Regions from separate parts of the Sus scrofa genome. Here all the other regions are linked to region 2. Evidence: chromatin contacts called from public HiChIP or PLAC-seq data. All regions are on one chromosome and are shown on one strand. The core of a region is the stretch at or near the end of the contact, and the rest is flanking DNA. Distances in the headings are between cores, read along the strand shown.

Region 1 (2,984 bases), core at 339-2,838, 570 kb before region 2:
ACAGTATCCCACGCTCGCAGGCTGAGGCCCTCGCCCTCAGCTGGAATCAATCGCCCGCCTGCTGGGTTCCCCGGCACACTGGGCCTCTGACCTCAGGCCCGGCCACGGGCTGCCTTGAGCTGGAGCTGTTTAGATTGGTGTCTAGACTCTGTCATCCATAGCTCGGGCTCCTGGCCCGTGAGAAGGCCGAGACTGTAGTCTCAGTATGTGTTTGAATTAAATAAAAGGCAGTTTTAGGAGCCCTTCAACCAACAACCAACTGGGATCCATTTCTAGACATCAAAGTATTGGGATGAAATCTGGCTCCTTCTAAATCATAGGGTATTTGTCAATGTGTACTGAAACGATCAAAATTACCTAGTGGTTCTCTCTGAGACTCTCTGCGGAGGCCTTCTGGAGCCTGGCCAGTTCCTCTGGGGCTAGAGCAGCTTGCCGCCAGCTTCTGCCACTGCAGGGCCAGGCCTTGCTCAGGAGTGGGGGGCAGGGAGGGTGTAGGCGCCTCTGCTCCCTTGGCTCCTCCTCTTGGGGGAGGAGGTCACAAGAGGGCCAGCTGGCCAAATGAGAAGGAGGGACAGGACGATTCACGTGGGCTCCTGAGCCTCGCCAGCCACAGGGGTGCCTTCCTCCCGGGCTCCCGGCTCTGTCCCCAGGCACCTGCCACAGTCCAACCACTCCCCCGCAGCCCACTAGACGCTCCATCGCGGCAAGACCCGCTGGGCACATTCGCCACCTCTGCACCGCGGCTTCCAGTCTAGTGCCCAACACATAGCAGCTCAATACATACTTGCAAACACTCTTGGCTTATATAAAGATGTACTTTAGGATTAGAAAATGTGTACAACAGCAAGAAACCCCAGAGGCTGTATAGCGGGGAAGGGGACACTAAGGGCCGGAGCAGCTGGTGGTCCTTCTCACAGGGCACAAGTCTTCTCTGGAAGCCCATTGGGGGCAGACTTGGGGGATGGGGCATCCTTAGCGCCCATGGCGCTTGCCTCCCTTAGGGCCTGACGGCAGGAATGGCTGGCTGGCTGGCTGGCTGGCTGCCCAAGGACCTGCTCTAAGGCCCCAGGGCTAGTGGCTAGAATTGGGGCCCATCCTCCTAATCTCCTTCACTCCCAGGCTGATGCTCTTTCCATCATGAACCTGCCTGATGAGACCTGGGAGGAGGGGGCGGCAGCATGGCCACTGAGAAAGGCGGGGTCCCCTCGCGCCGGGAGGGGTCAGCTGAGATGGTGCACCTGGCTGGGTTAAGGTGCGGTCAGAGAGTGGGTGTGGGGGACCTAAGGAATGGGGTGCTGCCAGAGGCCTGGGACCCCAGGGCAGAACCACCACCCGTGTCTATCCTGCTTTCCCACCTGCACCTGCTGGGTGTGCCTCGCAGGGCGGGTGCCCTGGTATCGGGCATCTCAAGTTCTCTGCTCGCTGTGCCCAGGGCTGCTGGAGGGGCTCTGCACTGGCCCTGCTAACGGCCACGTGGGGCCCGTGGAGGCTGCTGGGGTCTCTCCGCAGGCCCGGGCAGGAGCTCACGTCCCTCACCTGCACTGGGCTGCCGGGGAGAGGCCGGCTGCCTGTCTGCCGGCGGTGAGTCACCGTCACGATCACAGATGACCCTCTGCTCCTGAGTCAGCAGAAGGGGAAAAACCAAAGGGTGGCCCTCAAAGAGGAAGTGCTCGGGGTCTCAGCCGAGCTGACCATGCGGAGTGCGGGCGCCTGGTCGCAGCCCCACGGGGACGCGCCTTCAGGCGCCTGTTCAGCATCGCCAGGAATCACAGGAAAGGACCGCCCTACCCCCCAAGGACTGAGACAACCCTGAGGCCATCAACTCTTTGGAGGATAAAACAATCTCCTCCCCAGAGAGTCTCTCTGGGGCTCCTATTAAAGTATCATTTGCCTGGTTGTAAATTTTTCTCCCACTAGACTCTCAGCATCTAGAGGCCACAGCTCTGTCTCCCACAGCTGCTCAGGCTCCTGCCGGCTGCCTTTGAGAGCACCCGCTGGTCATGCCAGCACTCCGGGTGGCTGGGTGCTCACAGAGACCCCTCAAAGGTCTGGGGGAGGGAGAGCAAGGCTGGCCAGGCCCCTCTTCTTTTCAGTCCAATTCCCCTGCTCAGCAGCTGAAATGATATTCCCGGACGCCTGGCTCTTTGGGCCTGCAGATGGAAAAGCAGCCATTCCAAAAGAAAGAAAAAGAAAAGAAGTTCCCATTGTGGCTCAGCGGGTTGAGAACCCGACTAGTATCCATAAGGATCCCTGGCCCCCACTCAGTGGGTTAAGAATCTGGCATTGCTGTGAGCTGTGGTGTAGGTCGCAGAGGCAGCTCAGATCTGGCGTGGCTGTGGCTGTGGCTGTGGTGTAGGCCAGTAGCTGTAGCTCCAATTCGACTCCTAGCCTGGGAACCTCCAGATGCCACAGGTACAGCCCTAAAAAGAAAAGAAAAGAAAAAAAAGAAGAAACGGCCGAATGGGAGAGCATGCCTGGGGTCCGCCCCCTCTGCTAGGGGGCAAGGGCCTTCCTGGGATCTTTAGGCAGGCTCTGCTAGGCTGGGGGTGCGGGCAAACTCCACGGCAGGCGGGCAGGAGGCAGAACTTCTGGCAGGGAGCGAGCCTTACGGGTCCTTTCAATTACGCTGAGATGCTCGGCCAGGATGGGGAGCGCTCACCTGGGCTGCTGGCCCGCAGGGCTCACTCCACGCTGCCCGAGCCCAGGGCCCCGCACATGCTGGTGACAGCCAGTGGCTCTGTGGGGTTGTGTGCCAGTTACAGAGAGGGAGGGAGGGGACGAGGGAGGGAAGGCGCGGAAGGAAAGGAGGGACAGACACAGGATGAGGATAAATGCTATTCACACACGGTACGAAGCAGGTTTGCTCAATGATAGATGGTGATCCGTTAGTGGGTTGGGAGATCCACCGAGTGGGTCCTGGTCAGCGTTAAAGTAAAATGAAATAAAAATCAGAGTACATCACAGGTGGCAAGGAGAAGTATTTT
Region 2 (2,785 bases), core at 146-2,645:
CTCACTTGCTGTGAGGATTAAGTGCATTTACAGTACATGGAGTTCCGCTGTAGCTCAGCAGGTTAAGGCCCCGATGTTGTTTCTGTGAAGTTGTGGGTTTGATCCCTGGCCTTGCTCAGCTGGTTATGGATATAAGCTGCACCATAGGTCACAGATGGGGCTGGGAGCTGGCATTGCTGTGGCAGGTTGCAGCTGCAGCTCTGATTTGACTCCTGGCCCAGGAACTTCCATATGCTGCAGGTGCATCTGTAAAAAAGAAAAAAAACAAGGAGTTCCCATCGTAGCGCAGTGGTTAACAATCTGACTAGGAACCATGAGGTTGTGGGTTTGATCCCTGCCCTTGCTCAGTGGGTTGGCGATCCGGCGTTGCCGTGAGCTGTGGTTTTGGTCAAAGACACGGCTCGGATCCCGAGTTACTATGGCTCTGGCATAGGCCGGTGGCTACAGCTCCGATTAGACCCCTCGCCTGGGAACCTCCATATGCCGTGGGAGCGGCCCAAGAAATGGCAAAAAGACAAAAAAAAAAAAAAAGAGAGAGAGAGAGAGAAAAACAAGAATTTACAGAACATATAGCATGCTTAGGGCAATGTCTGGAATAGATTAAGTAACAAGTATTTATTATGATTTTTCGCCTATAATCTCCTCAACCCTCTCTTCTAGCAGCTGAATCTTCAGTAACTTCTTTTTTTTTTTTTTTTAGGGCTGCACCTGCAACCTACACCACAGCTCATGGCAATGCCAGGTCCTTAATCCACTGAGCGAGGCCAGGGATCGAACTCGCAACCTCGTGGTTCCTAGTCAGATTCCTTTCCCCTGTGCCACTCCTGAATCTTCAGTAATTTAACTCCAATAATAAAGAGCAAGGTGGGATGTTCGGGGCTTCCGAGACCATAGAAGCAGACTCTGCCAGAGCTGGAGCCATGTGCTCCTTCCAGCCAGGGCCTGGGTGTGGGAGGAAGTCAAACAAAGGAGCCTCCTTACTTCCGGGAGCACACCCCCCCATCCCTCCTATCAGGAAGCTGTCCCCTGGGGCTGGGGCTGGGGCTGAGCCCACACAGCTGCCTCCTCCCTTGAAGGGAAAGCTCTGATGGGAACACTTTTCTCTGGGGAGGAAATGGGCAGGGAATGACATTCGCGTCCCCACCAGTATGCAAATGATCTTGTGAGACAAGTGATTTTGCAGGAAAACACATCCTGTTCTCTCCACAACATTTCCCTTGACGTCTGGGGAACCAGTTGGATGGCCAGGGCCACAGCAGTTGTTCAGAGAGCTCCTGACCACCAGCCCGTATCCCCCAGGAGCCAGAGGGCTGGGCACCCCTGGGTTTGGCAGCTGGAAAGAGAGCTGGTCTAGGGCCCCTCTCCAGCCAGCTTCCTCCAGACAAGGAAGAGAGGAGGCCTGGTGGACCAGCGTCAGGGGAGCCAGTAATCCCAGCCTCGGGGCTGACTCAGCCCATAATCCACTATGGACAAATCATTTCTCTCTCAAGGCCTTAGTTTCCTGATCTATAAAATGAGATGGTTACATCAGGTCAAGCGTTTGCAACTTGGGGAACACAGACCCTTAATGAGTAATAGGCCTCAGGAGGTTGGTGCTGCCCTCGACTGAATGCAAATTTCTAGGCACTTGTGTTGGGTTCTTGGTTTTTGTTTGTTTGTTTTGTCTTTTTAGGGCCATGCCTGAGGCATATGGAGGTTCCCAGGCTAGGGGCAGAATCTGAGTATAGCTGCCAGCCTACGCCACAGCCACAGCAACTCAGGATCCACCACGTCTGCGACCTACACCACAGCTCACGGCAACACCAGATCCTTAACCCACTGAGCGAGGCCAGGGATTGAACCTGTGTCCTCGTGGATGCCAGTCAGGTTCTTTTCCACTGAGACACGATGGGAACACCCTGGCTTGGGTTTTTCATCTCCACCAGACATGCACCTCTGCCTCCCCCTGGTTCCTTACAGAAGATTCAGCCAAGCCAGACTCAGCTTGGTGTTCCACAATTAAATCGGTTAAGTTGCTACAATTAAATTCTCAAGTTTTTCCAGCCAGAAAGTCCATCAAATTGAAGAGTGGAGACTCACTGCCTGGTCTCTGGCGGGGCGGGGAGGTCACCAAGCGTGTGAGGGAGTGACAGTCAAAGCAGTGGGCACCCTCTCCTCATCCAGGACACCTGCAGCCCTGAGGGCCTCAGCGTCTCCCACTCAGCCAAACCGCCCTCACCCTGGGGCAGCTTTGTGCTTCTGGTCTCCACTCACACCTTCTCCTTTGCCTACAAAAATATGCTGGTTTCTAGGCTGGCCTCTCCTGGCCTTAACTAAAATGTCTTCACAAGTTTTTTATGACCTGGAAAAATGCTTGTGATTTGGTGTTATGTTGGGGAAAAAAAAAAAGAAAGAAAGAAAAGAGGGCATATATACAAAATGGTATATCTATAAAAAGTCTCAACTCCAAAATATCAGCCATATAGAAATAGGTATGTTATATTGGAGTTCCCACCATGGCTCAGTGGAAATGAATCTGACTAGTATCCATGAGGACGCAGGTTCGATCCCTGGCCTCGCTCAGTGGGTTAAGGATCTGGCATTGCCTGGAGCTGTGGTGTAGGTCTCAGATGCCCCTTGGATCTGGCATTGCTGTGGCTCTGGTGTAGGCCAGTGGCTACAGCTCCCATTAGACCCCCCAGCCTGGGAACCTACATATTCCATGGGAGCGGCCCTAGAAAGGGCAAAAAGACAAAAAAAAAAAAAAAGATTAAAAAAAAAAAAAGGGAGTTCCTGTCGTGGCACA
Region 3 (3,222 bases), core at 314-2,813, 600 kb before region 2:
AGCATCTAGCACGTGCCTGCATCAGAACTCACACTCTACCGATGAAGAAACTGAAGCTGAGACTCTGACTTTCCCTAAAGTAACAGAGTTGGTCGGGGTCGGAGCAGGAGTCAAACCCACATCTCTGGAGCCCCAGGGCCTGTGCTTTGGCCCCCCTACGCGCTGCGCAGGAGTATTGAGAGAGCCATCGGCCAGAGTGGGGTCAGCTGGGGGACTCAGGTGAGTCATCTAACCTCGAGGCCCAGGTGCCCTGGTGGAAGGTGGGCGTGGCTCCCACAGAGTGGCACAGAAAGGGCACAGTAGAAAATGTAGGTGTAACCTGGTCAGCTGGGGTCCACCAGGCCCCTGAGGTCTAGGACCAGTGTGAAACCCCGCACGCAGCTCCAAGGAATCGAGGGCCCTCCCCAGGATTTCTGCAGATCACCCAGAATTTGGGTGAGGTGGGGAGCTCGGGTTCAGGGCCCCTCAGCCCTGGACCCCACCTCTGTGTGTCTCTGTCCGTGCCACCCTCTGGACGCTCAGGTACCGCCTCTGTCCCTCCTTCTCTCTCCATGCAAAGCCAGTTCTCCCACCCCCAGAGATGGAGGGTTTCACTGCGGAGGAGCGGACAGGAGGACGGAGAGGCAAAGAGCTTCCGACGCACACGCACACATGGGTTCTTTAAGAGCCTCCAGGCACCAGACTTCCACCTGCCCTCCCCCAGCAGGGCCCCCAAGTCTCCTGGCTCCAGTCCCCTGTTCTCCTCCCTGCTGCGGGCCCAGTTTTCTCCCTGTGTCAGGCAGCCTGCTCAGCTTCCCCATCCCCTCCTGCCTGACTCCTTCTAGGCCCTTCTTTGAACATCCAGATCAGCCAGGGGCTTACAGAGCAAACTGAACGTCCTCTAATGGAGCCACCTTCTCAGGCAGCAGACCGGGTTATTTAAAGTTGGGGGCGGGGGGGGGGGGCACACGTAAAGCAGTTTGCATCCTCCCCTGCTGGTGAATTACTCTTAAGAGGTGTGTGGTCTCGTTGGTGTGATAAAATCGATTCTTGTGTTGTTCTCTGTTAAACTTGATGATCTGTGTTGTTGGAAATAAGATAAACCATTTTTGGAGATAAGATAAAACAGAGTTAAAGGCTCTACACAAATTCAGCGAGGGGAGTAACTTTAGGGACAATAGGACAAGCCCTGGCTTCTACCCTCACTGGCAGCTCATCGTGTGACCTCAGGAAGATCTCGCCTTACGACTTTCTCTGCACCTGTGGGTGGGACAAGGTGGCCTCAGAAGGCCTGCTGGGCTGCCCCTGGTTTCCTGGAGAAGTCTGGGAGGCGTGACACCCGCTTGACCCTCTGCCAAGGCAGTGGGCTCACCTCTGTGGCACCTGCAGCCTGTCCCCGGAACGCTGTGCCCAGGAGGCCATCATGTACACGACGCAGCTGCAGGTGGAGGGGCTGGACACTCCTTAGACGAGGGCTGTGGCTTGAGCTGCGGTTGGCACTGCGCATGAGGAAGGCTGAGCGGGGAGAAGTGGGTCCCGCTTCCTGGCTCAACCACTGACTCTTCCTTTGAACAACCAGCTTCCTCTCTGAGTCTTGCCTTCTCATCTGATAAGAGGGAGGGCCTGGCTGGCCAGCCCTGAGCACCAGGCCCTGGGCCTGCGAGGCCTGGCAGGAGGTGGCTGTCTGGCGCTGGGGGTGGGGGACACCCCAGCTATAGGAAGAGCTGCCTGGGGAAGCAGGAAAGACACAAGAAAGAAAACTTTAAAGACTTAGCCAGGCTCTGACTCCACCCTAACACCAAAGAAATCAACAGAAGAAAGAAAGAGACATTTTATAGCCCCAGGAGCCTAAAGTTCTAAAGAGGGCACTTGAAAGCTTGCCCCAACACCGAGCTCCCTCAGCTCTCAGTGGACCTGTGCCAGGCAAGGCCACACCACCAGTCTGGTCACATCCCCCTGACCACGTCCCCGCCAGCCCGGTCGTGGGGTTTCCGCCATGCCCAGCTTCCACCAGGACCCCTCTCCTGAAGGACTCTATCTCAGACCCCAAGACATCTAATCAGCCTTGGGTTTGAGTGAATGGATGAATATTTTCAACAATGACTGGTAACTGGGTGCCAGGCTCTGACTTGTGCCCTGAGTAGGGTGGGTACCATGGTGGCCCACCCAGGTCCCCTTTGTTGAGAACCCGTTGCCCCGTGGCTGGGCACCAGTTCCCAGCCATCTGCCCCTTCAGGGAAGGCCTCTGCCTCTGCCTCTCACGAGAGCTCACCTTTCCCAGGACAGCACAGATTCGATGGATCTGGGAGCAAAAGGGGCCCCGTGTAGGATGACTCTGGACCGAACATCCGTGGGCCCAGCTGAGGCTGTCGCTGCTCGGCTTCCCTCCGCCCAGTCTTGCTTCCTTGCCCCCTTGACCCCAGGGCTTGATCCCAAGGCCACATCCTACACACCAACTCTGTCCCAGAGTCTGCTTCCTGGGAACCCACAGTGACACAGACAAGAGGTATGGCCCTTACCCTGGAGAGCCCTCAGTCTAGATGGACATAGAAACAACAACAACAGCAGTAATAATAAATACACAGAGCTTCCTATTGGCCGGCACCATGCTGTGCATTTGACCTCCACTATTTCTATATTATCAAGCCTTTGTGAGTTGAAAGAGGCAGAAACTCAGCTGAAACAGTTTCAGTAACATAGAGACTAGGGTGGCACATGTAACCAAAAAGTCCGGTAAACCTCTTGCTTCAGCCCCTGTTGGATCTGAGTCTTCATGGTGCCAAGAGTGCCCGTCCGGGCCCTAGTTCCAGGGTTGGCTTCAGTCTCAGGCACAGTCCCGCATTTGGTGGCTGTATTAGTTTCCTGTGGCTGCCATAACAAATCACCACACACTTGGGTGGGTGAACACGTCGATAGTCATGCTCTCACAGTTGTGAAGGCCAGAAGCCTGAAGTCATGGTGTTGGCAAGGTCAGTTCCCTCTAGAGGTGAAGGGGGGAAACTGCTCCATGCCTTTCTCCCAGCTCCTGGCAGTCGCTGGCAGCCCTTGCTGATCCTTGGTTCGTAGAGTCATCACTCCCATCTCTGCCTCTGTTGTCCTGTGGCCTTTTCCCTGTGTGCTTCCATGTTTGCATCTCCCTCTTCTTATAAACGTACCAGTCACTGAATTTGGGTCCCACCTCATCCAGTGCAGCTTTATCTTAACTTGCTTATATCTGCAAAGACCTACGTCCAAACAGGATCA

The links. HiChIP or PLAC-seq counts read pairs in DNA pulled down with a chosen protein or histone mark.
Region 1: a contact with region 2 is called in an H3K27ac HiChIP or PLAC-seq map of alveolar macrophages. The contact joins two enhancer-like sites. A contact is called at or near these places in 2 of 2 datasets of contacts at active chromatin or transcription factors (alveolar macrophages and skeletal muscle).
Region 3: an H3K27ac HiChIP or PLAC-seq map of alveolar macrophages shows a contact between it and region 2. The contact joins two enhancer-like sites. A contact is called at or near these places in 2 of 2 datasets of contacts at active chromatin or transcription factors (alveolar macrophages and skeletal muscle).

What each region holds. Positions count from the first base shown.
Region 1 is chr3:110,904,928-110,907,911 of Sscrofa11.1, forward strand. The region is part of intron 11 of BABAM2 (BRCA1-A complex subunit BRE); the gene reads right to left. Among named protein-coding and RNA genes, the nearest start is that of FOSL2, 64 kb to the left of the region's middle. Within about 2 kb of position 1,589, at least 11 of the 83 cell types and tissues checked have an H3K27ac peak or open chromatin away from gene starts, as enhancers often do. A contact at or near this core is called in alveolar macrophages, where this site is marked.
Region 2 is chr3:111,473,451-111,476,235 of Sscrofa11.1, forward strand. No RefSeq gene overlaps it. Among named protein-coding and RNA genes, the nearest start is that of MRPL33, 36 kb to the left of the region's middle. Within about 2 kb of position 1,396, at least 18 of the 83 cell types and tissues checked have an H3K27ac peak or open chromatin away from gene starts, as enhancers often do. A contact at or near this core is called in alveolar macrophages, where this site is marked.
Region 3 is chr3:110,869,433-110,872,654 of Sscrofa11.1, forward strand. No RefSeq gene overlaps it. Among named protein-coding and RNA genes, the nearest start is that of FOSL2, 28 kb to the left of the region's middle. Within about 2 kb of position 1,564, at least 14 of the 83 cell types and tissues checked have an H3K27ac peak or open chromatin away from gene starts, as enhancers often do. A contact at or near this core is called in alveolar macrophages, where this site is marked.